Regions from separate parts of the Canis lupus genome. Here region 2 is linked to region 1. The links are chromatin contacts, called in public Hi-C maps. All regions are on one chromosome and are shown on one strand. Each heading gives the region's core, a stretch centred on a gene start, on an enhancer-like site or on the middle of the called end of the contact. The rest is flanking DNA. Distances are from core to core; before and after follow the strand shown.

What was found. A called contact is a pair of places that touch in the nucleus more often than the background predicts.
Region 2: a contact with region 1 is called in a Hi-C map of blood, with 2.9 times the contacts expected there. The contact joins the promoter of SLC14A1 here to the promoter of ATP5F1A in region 1. A contact is called at or near these places in 4 of 9 Hi-C or Micro-C datasets (amygdala, blood and skin fibroblasts).

What each region holds. Positions count from the first base shown.
Region 1 is chr7:45,106,782-45,110,005 of UU_Cfam_GSD_1.0, reverse strand. It overlaps ATP5F1A (ATP synthase F1 subunit alpha), which reads right to left and starts at 1,962. Exons shown (of 12, transcript NM_001287154.1): 1 at 1,849-1,962; 2 at 74-152. The coding sequence starts at 1,908.
Region 2 is chr7:45,415,309-45,418,642 of UU_Cfam_GSD_1.0, reverse strand. It overlaps SLC14A1 (urea transporter 1), which reads left to right and starts at 1,398. Exons shown (of 9, transcript XM_038543383.1): 1 at 1,398-1,549. It overlaps LOC119872583 (a long non-coding RNA gene), which reads right to left. Exons shown (of 3, transcript XR_005362428.1): 1 at 3,279-3,334.

The DNA of each region.
Region 1 (3,224 bases), core at 713-3,212:
TATGTAACTTATCTTGTCACTTATTGACAAGGCAATAAGTGTGGTATATGTAGTCTCAGAAATAATGACTTACCAGTCTTCTGAAGACGAGTGTTAGAGGCATGGAGGTTCCTTGCAGCAATGAAGGATGATCCCAAAGCATTTTTGGAGACCTAGTACATAAACACATTTAAGAATTCGACTTAAAAAAAAAAAAAAAAAAGCCTTTAGAACACTGGCAAGCTTAAATGCAGGCTTAGTTTGATCATGTTATCAGTGAAAATATAAACTATATTCAAAATATCTTGTTTAAAATTGGAAGGCTATTAATCATGTGATGAAGTCGCTTTTGCTATATGCAAAAAAATATATTATGCAGCTCCTAACGACACTGTTAACTATTCTATAAAAAGCATATTTTAAAAACCAAGAGTTACCAAATTATCTTTTAATTAAATGGCTTCAAGTACTGTTATTTCATCCTTAGATATATTTCAGTTGAACTGTAGAAATTCTCAATAAGATAAACTGCTTCCTAAAGGGGGCAAATACCAATACACACCCTATTTTACTTAAAAAAAAAAAAAAAAAGAAAGAAAGAAAAAGAAAAAAGAAAAAAAAGGGATCCCTGGATGGCTCAGTGGTTTAGTGCCTGCCTTTGGTCCAGGGCGTGATTCTGGGGTCGTGGGATAGAGTCCCATTATCAGGCTCCCTACATGAAGCCTGCTTCTCCCTCTGCCTGTGTCTCTGCCTCTCTCTCTCTGTGTCACTCGTGAATAAATAAATTAACATCTTTTTTTTTTTAAGGAAAAAATTTTAAAAAGCAAATAAAAATTAAACTGGTAAATGTCAGAATTTGATTAGAAATTAAGCGTGGCTGTGGACTCTTTTTTCCCCTGCCTTCCACAAAGCCCACAGCAATCTGCACTCCCTCCTCCTTCAAGCTGTCATACTGGGATTGGTCACTGTCCATTCTGAACCCACTACTTTCTACAGGACTGGAGAAAAAACCGTTAAAAATGTTTTTTCTTCTAATGGTTATTAGAACGGTAAAACAGCCAGTGCTTATTTTACCTTTGAAACTGAGATCACACTTACCATGGAAAAAAACATAAGCAAATGCAAGCTTTAAAAACTTCAAGGGCGATAAGTACCGAAGGGCATTTTCCAACCTACGTTCTACCTTGACTTCTCAATCGCGGTCCAACGACTCCTCAAGGACGGAATCTTAACACACGTCAAGAACCACAAGATCAAGCAAAGCCTTTTTCCCCCGCCTGAGACCACCTGGGCGTCACCGCTCAGGTATCGGCCGCATGAAACGCACGTTCGCCCCATCTCCCCATCGCTTCGGCACCGGGCACCAAGAGACGGCCTGCTGAAGTACTGACAGGAGCGCCTTCGTTTATGGCTTTGCCCCGAACCGACCTCGGGGCAGAGGAGGAAGAGGAGAAATGCCGGGGCCTGCTGACCTTCAGACAATGTCAGGTCGCCTCCACAAGAGCTAGCGACAGTGCTCTGACCTTCAGCGGGGTCGAGCCTCGCCGTTTCCGAGCGGGCTTCGGAGAGCCTGCGCCCCAGCCCCTGACCTTCACTCCAGGACCTCCTCCCTCTCGGACACCACCCCCCTCCCCTCGCCGAGGCCCCATCTCCGGACGGCCTCGGGGGCACCACCTCCTCTGCTCAGCACCTTCCCGCACGGAGGGCGAGCGACGGCCCCTGCGCCGCCACCCAGCCCGGCCCGAGCGGCCAGCACTGCAAGATGGCGGCGCCCGCCAGCCCCTCACCCTCCTTGCAGCAGAGCTCTCGAGTCAGCGCACCGCCAGACACCGCCGGGCCACCTCCCTCCTGCCGGTCCCCCGCACTCACCAGCCCGGCCCGCCGAGGGAGGGCGCGGGCCACGGCCGCGGCGACGCGCACGGACAGCATCTCTGCAGTTTCGCTCCGGGTGGCTCCTCCGCAGCCGCAGCCTCCGGACTGACTGGGACAAAATGGCTGAGCCGCGAGGAAGGTCAAGGCAGCCGGCCCACCTGACCCGGAAGTACCGCCCCTCGCTGTCACCCCCGGCCGGAAATCTGCCTCCTGCGGGAAAGTTGGGGGTGGGGTTACCTCTTTCAAGTATCGTTTTTAGAATTAAACTTAAAAATGAGTGACTAGACCTTTGTCAGCTTCGGCCCAGGCCTTCGTTACACATTTATTTTGACCTATTGGGTCGACCTTGTGGTTGCCCCTGGCGACCGCGTGGGTAGCGGAACCCGCTGGGATGCGGTTCTCAGGCTTGGTGACTGTGGAGTCGTCACCCTTTACTGGGGCGGCAGCTGGTTGGAAGGTGATGGGAGGTTGACGGTGTGGGGTCCGAGGCTACAGCTTTTAAAGCTTTATAGCAACAGAAAACAGTTCATCACCGGAAACTTGCCGAACTGATTAATCCATAGATCTCTGGCCCCATTCCCCAGACCCTCTTAAAGTCGAAAATTAGGAGCAATCTGATTTTGAGAGAAGAGCCCATACCATTCTAGGTGATCCGTGAAGCACTTAGATTGCAAAGTCGTAGTGCTTTTAGATTATGTCTAAATGAAATCTGTAAATTAGAACAAATTGCTTAAAAAATGGTAATAAACACAAAGAGCCGAAGAAGAGTGGTTGCCAATTCTACTGAGAATGGTGCAGTTTGGACAAGGATTCAAAGTCCTCTAATTAGCAGCTAGTTTCATGAGAGTGTTTAAATTTGGAATAAAATGGAAATTATGAAGAAAAAAACTCCTTCCCGTACCTACACATTAACACTGGGGCAGAGCTACCCCCCTCCACACACACACAGAATTTTGGTGATATTGAGATTTTTTTTTTTTTTTTTTTTGTGATATGCACAGGATTGGCAGGGGGATATTGGATGTCTTATCTGGTTTACGCCCAAAACCTTAATTTGGGTGAGACATATGAATATCTGTATTAAAAGGCTCATATCCCAAAATATAGCTTGCAAATGTATAGTCAGCAATCCCTTTCTCTAATATTCTATTCCATTTTCAAGGTGAATATCCTTCTTGTCATGGATAAAAATAGGCTAATGGGAAAAAATTAGTTTGTGAAAACAAAAATGACTGAGGCTTATTCTGTGGAATTCGTAGCGATGAAAGCGGACAAAGGGCCTAAAGATAACTTTTTCCCCCATAATCTGGGGCTGGACCAACTTACTTGAAATTTGATTACTGAGAAGAGACATATATGACTAGAACAAAAAG
Region 2 (3,334 bases), core at 149-2,648, 310 kb before region 1:
CCACAGATACTTATGTACCTGCATATATCAGTACATCTACACACACACACACACACACACACACACAGTTGTTTTTGTTTTTGTGTCTCTTCCGAGAACTAGCCATGATGGGCACCTAGTGGCCCTGGGGAAATAATTGGTTGGGGAATGGAAACACCTCCTGTCTCCACTCAGTCTCCCTCTACGGAGCCCGTTTGCTCACACTGGCTGGATCTTGAGATCTGTTTCATGCCTCCATCCACCCGCACATGATGGATACACAGAATCTCAGGCAGGCCAGCTGCTTGAATCTTGCCTCCCAAACCTCCCAACATATACTCCCTGAATAGTCTTTAGGGAGGACACTCTTCAGAACAGACCCATCATCCAGCCCTAGGCATGTCATCATCTGATGGGTAGTAATGTCAAGCCTCTACAAAGGTCCTTTGCCACCATCCTTTCCTTAGAGAGCCTCCAGGGTTTGGATCCAGACCATGTAATGGTCTTGGGTGGGGGAGGTGGATGGTGGACCAGTAGCCCTCAAACTTGAACACACATCAGAATCACCTACAGCATTTGGGAAATAGAGTGCGAGGCCTGACCCCCAGATTCTGATTCAGCAGGTCTGAGGCAGGGAGGGCGTGGGAATTTGCATTTCTAACAAGTTCCAGTGTAACGCTGTTGGACCAAGGACTGTGCTTTGAAAATCACCGGTGTAGACTTAGAAATGGTGCTGCCTCCGTCATCCCTTCCCCTTGCTCTGCCGGTTGTAATGCTCTGGTTTGCAAACTTTCATGCATATAAGAATCACCAACTGTTCTTATGAAAGCACAGATCCTTGGTCCTCAGCCCCAAAGATTTTGATTTAGTAGATTTGAGTGGAACCAGGAATCTGAACTTCTAGAAAACTCTCAGATCATACGGATGCAGCTGGGTCAAGGTCCAGACTTTGAGATCATTGCACAGTGGTGCTCAGTCTGGACTGGATTCAAATCACCTGACCCTGGACCACACTGGTCAGCAGGGGCCTGGGGACAGGTAGTTTTAAAGTTCCCAGAGGGATTCTACTGTGCAGCCAGGGTCTCCAATCAGGGCCACTTCTAGAGGCTGTTGAGCCCCCCGCCATCCTAGAGTCCCCAGTGGGTTTTGATAAGTAGGCTTGCCGTGGGTGCAGCGAGAAGCACTGCAAGGTGCCTGGACGCGGAAGAGGTATGCACAGGAGGCACAGAGAATCCTCAGAAGTGATGCTTGCCTCTTCCTCCACGTTGTTGGGTCCTGGCCCTGCACCCCAAAGGAGACTAGATTTTAAAAAAAAAAATGAAACCACTAAACAGGAAACATCTGGCCCAGGAGGCTGAGCAGACAAGCAAGGTTTTGCATTGGCCCCGGAAACCTGCCAGGCACGCAGCCTGGGCCCTAGAAAGGAAGCCACTGGAGCAGCTGGGTGGTCAGCGGCGCCCCCGGCTCACGCTGCTGCTCTCAGGCAGGGGTCTCCCCGGCCCTGCGGCGCGGGCAGCGCTGGCCTTCGTGAGCGGCACGGTGAGAAGCGGCAGGTGTGCTGTGTGAGCAGGTACGGAGCGGGCCAGGGCTCCCCCAGTCCCCAACCCGGGGAAGGAAGTGGAAGTGGAAGTGGAAGGGGCCAGGAGCAGTCGGTGCTGCCGCAGGTAGACAGACAGGTGGGCAGGCGAGCCCTGCGTGCGGGAAGCCCAGGCCAGGTAGATGTTCGAGGTAAGATACAGAGACAGAAGAGCAGAACACAGGGAAACGTGGGGAAGCAGGTGGCGGGAGGCCAGGCAGTCCCATAACAGGAAGGGGCCAGGGACGGGCGGTGTCGCTTCTGGCATGAGGCTCCTCCCCTCCGTGAACGGCCAGGGCCAGGGGCCAGTTGTCACTCTTCTCCCCAGCTCTGGCTTCTGGAGGAGTCTGTCTGAATCAGGAGGCCCCACCAGAATGTTCCAGAGAGCATCACCTCTAGTGTGGCCTGAGCTGATGTGGGGAGCAGGGTCGTGGGGGTCGAGGGGAGCAGATCAGGGGGCCAGGCCGACACTACCAGAATCTTGGGGGGTGGGCACTGGCAGGAGTAGCCATCAGTGCTCCCCGAGGGGTGAGGCCAAGGAGGGGCGCCCTGCAGCAGAAGGTGGAGAGGGGCGCTCGTGCCAGGAGTGCGGGTGCCCTAGCAGATAACAAGGGTGCAGGTGCCCCGGCGCACCAGGTCCCCTAAAGGGTTATGAGGTGGGAGCCCCCTCTCCCCCGGCACCATTATGTTGTCACCCAAGGGTATCTTGTCCCCGGGGTCAGAGTTGGCCTATTTCCACGCAATTCTGGAGCTGACACATTTCCACTGTGCTCCTGGCGCACGGAGGAGCTGTGGGATCGTACTGGGCCCATCTGATTGCTGAACTGAGAGACACTGGGGTGCGGCTGGTTTCTGGCAGCGCTGGTGCAGAGCTCGGCACCCCGGAACATGGGGCCCAGGACTGAGGTGAGGACCTGGGGGGCAGGACAGGGAGCCCAGGGCTGTGGCAGAGGGACCCAGCGGCATTCCTGGGCCCCTAGCCTCCCACTCTCCTGGGTCACCACCCTGGCCCCCTGACCCCGGCCCCCAGGACCTCAACAGGAATAGACTGATCCCCTCGCGGAGGGGGGGGGCGGGGTCTGCATGTGCAGGGGAGTGAGACACTGGCAGACACAGTCACCCCAGAGAGATACGCAGCACTGCCACCCCCACTTTCTCCTGTCCCCCAGTTCTACCCCCTTTCCTCTCCCGCCGGCCACCCCAGCCCCTGGTAGGCAAGCCATGCACGGGTTAAGGTGCTATAGGGTCTGTGCCGCCCCTGCACGCAGGGCCAGGGCCAACCTCACAAGGCCTGTGCAGTCACAGGGGCTGCACAGTCGCTTTCACACTCTTCTGTCACCCTCTCAAAACCCTTACTGATTTTTGCACTGGGCCCCGTGAATCATGTCTCGCTGGGGCCCGGAGATCTCTGTGCCACAGCGACAGCATGAAGCTCCCCCCTGCTTTTTGTGCCCCTCCCTCACCCATGGCAGTGTAGGCAGCGATGTGACATTCTGTATACACAGAGGGAAGAGAAGGGCGCACATGCAAGGAAGGAGGCAAACGCACAGAGAGGGGGCACCTGCCATTCTGAGGCCCAGCACCCCTGGGCTCCGTGGTGCAGGGTCTGGAATGAGCCAGAAGACACCGGTGACCTGAATCTGGCAAAAATTTCTTGGTAGCCTCCATATTCTTTAGGCAAACTAATTTTTACATAAGCTGTGATGTTGACCGTCCAACTTACCGGTTTAATTTTATGTTGTCTGGTATTGCTAGTTCCGTCTGGGTGGGTCTTAGTCC